Regions from separate parts of the Mustela erminea genome. Here region 2 is linked to region 1. A link is a contact called in public Hi-C data. All regions are on one chromosome and are shown on one strand. Each heading gives the region's core, a stretch centred on a gene start, on an enhancer-like site or on the middle of the called end of the contact. The rest is flanking DNA. Distances are from core to core; before and after follow the strand shown.

Region 1 (3,406 bases), core at 307-2,806:
AGGCTAAGGTATACATATGTATGTTCTACATTTACAAAAATGATACCATGCCACATGAAACATTGATTTTTTTTTTTAAAAGCAACTTACAAAATACCTATCAGCATCTCTCCACCTGTCATTTTTTTCAAGAATGTCTGTACAAAATGCCATTTAACACGCAATCAGTACCTGTATCAAACAGATCGACATCGAAGGCCTTTCATCTCATATAAATACTCTCTAACTGGTATAAAAATAAGGCAAGTATTCACAATCAAAAGCTCTATTTTTACAAGGTTTTAAAAGCAAGTTTTTTTCATCCTCCTTTCAGAATAAGTACATATTCTCCAGATTTTAAAAGAACTGAAACACAAAAATGTTTCAGTAGAGTTTTTAAACCAGAACCCACGGTACGTCCAACTTGAGTTACCAGTCTTTGCCCAAATTTTTACCTCTTCGCAAAGAGGTAGTTGAAATTATTTCAAATTACTCGCGTCGTAGGTTGTACTGAAAAAGAAAAGCTAAAGGGGTGTAGGGGCACCCGAAGGGGGGGGCAGGCCACTGGCCCGAGATGAGAGCGCCAGGCTGCATTCGGCCGCGGAGGCTTGCGGGCGAACAAGGGATTCGCAGCGAGTCCCCAAGCCGCTCCGCACCGCGGGGGGCCAGCCTGGCACCGACCGGCTTCGGGAGCCCAGGCGCCACCGGACACGCCGGTCAGAGGGGCCGCGCAGGAGACCCCCGGACCTAGCCGCCTCCACGCCCGCGCCACGCGCCGGGCCCAGCAGGGCCAGGCGACCAGCGGGGACTCCTAAACCCCGACCCCAAAAGCGCCATAAAGAAAACAGCAGCAGGGGGCCGAGCGTCCTCCGCGGGGGGTGGAACTGCCTCCAGGATGGGGGAGGGGCCGCCATCCCGTCTGAAAACGGAGGCAGGGTTTCATTTGAAAAGACGTCGTGGGGTCTTCCCTGCCCTCTCCTGTGGGAGGCTGCGTCCGCACGCCGCCGGCCCGCTCCTCCTCACACTCACACTCACCAGGACTCCGGGGCCCGCCCAGGCGCAGCTCCGAGGCGGCGGCGGTAGCCGAAGCGCCCGAGTGCGGGCGGAGCGGCCGCGCGGCCCTGCCGGCGGGCGGCGCCGCGGTGGCCCTCGCGCTCTCGGGCGCTCCCCCGGGCCGGCCCTTCTCCCTCCCGCGCGCCTCACGCCCTGCCCGCCAGGCGCCAAGCCCCAGGCCCCAGCTCGGCGGCCGCACTCACCACCTCGCTCCGCGCCTGCGCCGCGCACCTCAGAGGCCCGCCGACTGGGCGGGGGAGGTGACGAGGTGAGAGTGGGGGGGCAGGGGATCGGGCGGCGCGGCGACGCCGCACACCAGAGCTGGGAGGGACCACCGGCCTTTAGCCCCCGGGGGTGGCCCGGCAGCCCGCGCCCCCTGCCGGCACTTCTGTGCCGCCGCAGGGTTCTTCCGGGCTGGGTACCGCCCCTCCGGAGCCTAGCGGGTGATTCCACTCCCTAGAACTGCTCCCCGCGAGGCCGCCGAGGGAACTTCCCTACCACGGGCTCCCGAGCCTTTCCTCCCGCCTCCAGAGAAGTGGGAGAAGCGCGGCGAGCTAGCGGCCCCTTTCCCACCTGGTTCCTCCAGGGGGCGTGCGAGAGCGGTCTTCCACGAGTTAGGCAAGGCAGATGGCATTTCAGCCCCCAGAGCGGCGGCTGCTTGCTGGGGACGCAGAGGGCGACGGCCTTGCCAAGGTTGTACCGCGTCCCCACGAAAGAACTACGCGGGGGTAGGAGGCTGAGAATTTTGAAGATCGCGGTCGTTATTAGGCCTCAGGCCGATTCCTTGATTCAAGAAATCCCCGTGGAATGAATGTAAAATTTTAGAGGATTGGATTAGATTGTTTAATTCCTTTTCCGATTTAGAGCTCCTAGGAGCAGACGTGGAAAGGATTAAATTGAACAAGCATAAATAAACCTGTGAACACGGTTTCAAAGATGAACATCTCTGTACAAGGGGGGCCCGTCATATGTTTAATTTTTGATAGTAAGTTGAAGTTGTCGGTCCCAATTTACAAATTAGAAAAGCGAGGGTCTAAAGGCTAGGTCTGATTCATTTTTGTAACCTCAGCACCCGGGCTTCAAATATTTGTTAAGTAGATGAATGGGGCCCGTATTATATGCGCTTAAGGTCACTCGGAGAGTTAGGGCTGCGGTCCATGTCTTTTCATCCACATCCACTGTGCTTTTTCTGATTACCACATGTTACCCAACCACCCAAACGCTGGAGAATAATCATTCCAGACCTTACTCCCATTCCTTCACCTTTATTCCAGAAGATGAAGCCGTATTTTAAAGAGACACCCGGTTTCCGATGCTCACTTTTTAGGACCTCGACTACTGTATGTGTTTGTGTACTCAGCCCAAATAAGTGAATGTTTACGAATGCTGGCTGGCATGGCCTGAATAAAGTACGAAGAGACTTAGTGGTATCTATTAATCCTCATATAGTTCGTACCGCTGCCGGGTAGGGAATGGACACGTGTTTGCTGGACTTACATAAACAGTATTCACAGTTCCGTCCTCTCGGCTGGTTGGGCTGTTCCCCGACGTGACACATTGGAAGCCACAAGGGGGTGGTATGGGACCATTTTAAGTTATTGTTTCGCTCGTGCGTTGCCTTGTGCCAAACAAAATCTTTACATTCTAGGCTGAAGTTTTATTTCAAAACATTCTGTAGTGAGAGCAAACAACACTACCAGCCCCCCAGCACATTACTTAAACAAACAAACAAGCAAACAAACCCACACTATTTTCCCTTACCCAGAGAAGTAAATAGGAAGAGCATTACAATGTTGACTTGTCCTTTAGCATAATCACAAGTCAGGATACTTGATGTTTTTTGATTAGTTCGAGTAAGTTTTCTAGTTTCATTTTTGCGTCCCCCCCCCTTTCCTTTCCTTCCTCTTAATGGGGGGTGGTGGCTGCGAGGATGAAACCCTCAAATCTCAATAGAATACCGAGTTGTAGGGTTTGTTATCTTCTAATACAATTTTGACAGAAGGGGTATTAAATCCTCACTATTTCTCCCAACTTTTTATCACATTTGTAGTATAGCTCAGTTTTTTTTCCTGATTAGAAAAGGGATACATCTTTATCACTTAATGGAAACAACATCAAAGTATGAATAGCAAAAGAAAAAGAAAAAGAAAAAGTTACCATAATCCTACAACCCAGATAACATGGTAACATTTCGCTCAGGGGCTGTACATTATTATTATTTTTAAAAATCTATATCCATTTAGAATTGGTTTTAAAAATTTGGATAGTATTATGTTATTCTGCAGCAGCTCCCCCCTCCCTTAATAAAGCCTGAATATACTTCATGCTGTTAATGTTAATGACACTGTGGAATTCCACTATAAATAACCAACTA
Region 2 (3,406 bases), core at 660-3,159, 160 kb after region 1:
TCAACACTTCAGTTAAAAAATCTTAAAACTTGAATACACAGACATACTAATAAATTCTTACACTGCAGTTGCTTCAAGGGCCTCTTAATAAAGACATAAAATATTGACTTATCCAATTTAAATTAGCAACATGGTATCTTAAGGTTTTTTCAGGTCTCTTCTCAACATCACACAATCCAGCATAAAAGCAAATTTGTAAGCAAATACCCCCAAGAATCTATTATCTAAGGAAGAGAGTCTGCGACCAATACTGCCTGCAGTGGTTCAAATGTGGCCACTGAAATCATCCGACTTGAGTTACCAGCAGTTTATCTACCCAAGTTTTCGAGGGGTTCTCCGGGGCCTCACAAAATAGATTCAAAACATATCGCAAACCTGTGTGCCGAATGTGCACAAAGGCGCCGGAATGAGGAAGCTTTTTCTAAAACGAAATCACAACTCTAATTCATTAAAGAATATACGAGCTGTTTTCCTCAAAGCCCCCCTCTTGTTGCGCTTTCTCACCCGTCGTAGAACTCTGTAAACAGTCCCTCATCTCAGAAATAGCTTTCGATTCCTGATTCCTAAGTCTGGGGACTAGCCACCATCACCACTATTCCTTTAGCATCCTAAAATAAACCCCTCAAGCCGCGGTCAAAACACAGGCTGAACGTCTGGTGTTTACATAGTCCAATGCTGGGCGTACCCTACCTTTCTGAACCACTTAGGAGCTATGAAACGGGCATCACATAATAGACTTAGTAAAGACCGAAATCACGAGACAATGTCTAGGGTCTATGAATGAAAGATCCAATACGTTTGACTGTCTCGGTTAAAAGGAAAACAAAACAAAACAAAACAAAAACAACAACAACCTAGAGAGAAAGGGTTGGAGGGGAACCGCGGGGTGGGGGGAGCGGTTTTCCTTCCCTGCCCCAGCCGGGCGATTTAAACTCAGCGTGAGACAAACGCAGGGTCGTCCGGCTGGCAGGGCCGGAGTCCTGGGTCATGACAGCCCTTATGGGACTGCCCGCGGCTCCATCAGGATCCCTCACGCCGCGGTGGTCGCGGCAGCCCGGCCCCCCGCGGGCCCGGTGGGCGTGCAAGGGTGCGGGGCACCGAGCTACTGCCACCGGGGCGGCGGCCCTGGGTGCACTTCCTCAGATTCCAGCCACCCCATCTCCAAAAATGAGAGAGGAAGGAAACCAGGAGCGAGGAGGCGGCCAGGGGGAAAGGAGAGTACACGGCTAGCCCTCGCCTCTGCATCTGGGTGAGGCCAGCGGCAGGCGGGGAAGAGGGAGCGGCGATCCTAGCCGAAGTCTGCAGCGGGCCGACCCTGAGAGACGACCCGTGGGGAGCCCCCGCCCAATACCAGGGCGCGCCGGAGAGGCCCCCACACCCACCCCATTCCCAGCCCGGCCGCGCCCGCTCCCGGCCAGTCCGCGCTCTACTCACGCTCGGGTCTCCTCCAGGCTCCGCGGCTCTAACCGCATCGGGTCCCAGCCCCGCGGGCGGCGGCGGCGGCGGCGGCGGCGGCGGCGCCGAGGGAGAGGAGAGCGGGCGGCACGGCCCCCGCCTCCCGGCCCCTCTCCCCCGCCGCTCCGGAGCTGCCCGGCCGGGCCCGAGCCCTGCCTCGCCGGCGGCCCCAGCCCCAGCGGCCGCGGCAGCAGCAGCCCAAGACCTCAGCGGCCGCAGCGGCGGCACCGGAACTGCCGCTTTCTCCTTCTAGCTCCCTCTTCTCTCCAGCCCCCGCCACAGGCCCCCGCCCCCGTCTCCTTTCTCTGTCACCCTGTTTTTTTTCCTTTTGTTTCCAGAATAAACTTTATTGGTCTCTTTTTCCGCTCACATCGTGTAAACAAACAACGAACTCTTCCCCACCCCCTCGACTCCCCCCCTCCTCGGGCACAGGAGGGTAAGAACTGAGGAGGGGCTGAGCCTACAATACCCCGGAAGTAGAAGTGCAAAGGAGGGGAAGTGAAATTGCTGAGCCCGGGAGGGGGAAGTGGGCAAATCGGGTAACAGTGTGGCAGTGCGCTTGCGCCTTGTTTTTCCGCCCGAAGTTCGTGTGGTGGAGGGGTGCCTTTCTGGAGCGGGTGTGTTTATGCTCCGTCTTTTGCAGCAGTGAGGATGTTGTGTCATCCTAGGACGGCATATGTGTTGTGTATCTGTTTCCACGGGCACTAGGCAGTCTAGGGTAGACATACAGGAGTATTGGGATCGAGTAAGATCTTGCACTTATACGCCCACAGAGGAAATGAGATTTCCTCTTGTTTGGGGGCCAGAGAAGGGGCCTTGGTGGTTCACCGCCGTTGTCAGTGGCGAACCCGAAATGGTTATGGATACTAGAAAGAAGGCACTTTAGGAAGCGCTGGTGCGCGTCATTCTGCCAATGTAAAGTTAAGTTATAGCCCAAATCGGAAGAGTAATACACTGCCACCCCCCTCTGCAATCCTGACTCACTCCGGGGAGACCTTTTGCAATGTGTTTAAATTCAGATTTGAGTCAGCTTGTAGGATTCAGTTCTGACTTGAGAAGACCTTTTTTCGCGTAGTGCCCACGGAGACTTCAGAAAAGCTCTCAGCTATAGATTAGATTCAAGCTTTCTGCTGTTTGCTACAGAATCCCACTCCCTCCACCCCTTTCCTTAAGAATAATGGGATCTGTTGCCTTTTGAGATCGCGGTTCTTATAAAGGTCCAGTGTTCTTCGCGTTTCTCCCCCTGGTGGTCTTTCATTGTATTGAAAAGGCTCGGGACGTGATTGAAGTCTGCAATACAAGCCCTCAAACATCCGTTCTTTTGAATTTTTACGTCTTGGAAGTGACCCACCCTAGAGAGGTTATAGTCCCATTTGTCATCCAAGGGCAAAAACCTGACCAATAACCAATTTTTGCTCTAACATCACACGTCCGTACGCAATCGTAAATGAGATTCATTCCTTTATGTTTTCATACTATCATTTGACTATTTCTTGTTTTCTTTCTCTTAAGGTCTGGTTTTTCATCTTACATTCCAGAGGCGTATGTTTCTAAATTTTTCTCTTGAACCAGGATTTTTTCCCGTAGTTTCAGGACATGATGTTATTTACTCCAGAGCAGGGAATTTAAGGGAGGGGGCAGGGGGACGGGGAGAGGAAGCAAACAACGTTGAGCCAGGAGTCAAAGTAAACCTTAAGGCAGCATTTCCAAAACTATGTTTCCAGGCACAGAGTTTTTTGAAATATTAATAGGTAGTCTTTGCTAGTCTTTGCTATATTTTTCCTTCTAAAATTTATGTTTAAATAAGAAAATGTAAATTGCAATGTGTAATTTTTGTTATGTGATGATCGGCACTTAAGAAATCATGTATCATAGCAGAAAATGGCATACCTGGTACTTGAATGCGTGATTATTCACTTTGCAGGAGTAGCATTTATAGCCCAATTCTCAG

Evidence for each region. A called contact is a pair of places that touch in the nucleus more often than the background predicts.
Region 2: a Hi-C map of fibroblasts shows a contact between it and region 1, with 5 times the contacts expected there. The contact joins the promoter of PIK3CA here to the promoter of ZNF639 in region 1. A contact is called at or near these places in 3 of 3 Hi-C or Micro-C datasets (fibroblasts, skeletal muscle and spleen).

Annotation. Positions count from the first base shown.
Region 1 is chr1:118,340,352-118,343,757 of mMusErm1.Pri, forward strand. ZNF639 (zinc finger protein 639) reads right to left here and starts at 1,557. Exons shown (of 7, transcript XM_032340339.1): 1 at 1,236-1,557.
Region 2 is chr1:118,504,451-118,507,856 of mMusErm1.Pri, forward strand. It overlaps PIK3CA (phosphatidylinositol 4,5-bisphosphate 3-kinase catalytic subunit alpha isoform), which reads right to left and starts at 1,910. Exons shown (of 21, transcript XM_032340358.1): 1 at 1,435-1,910.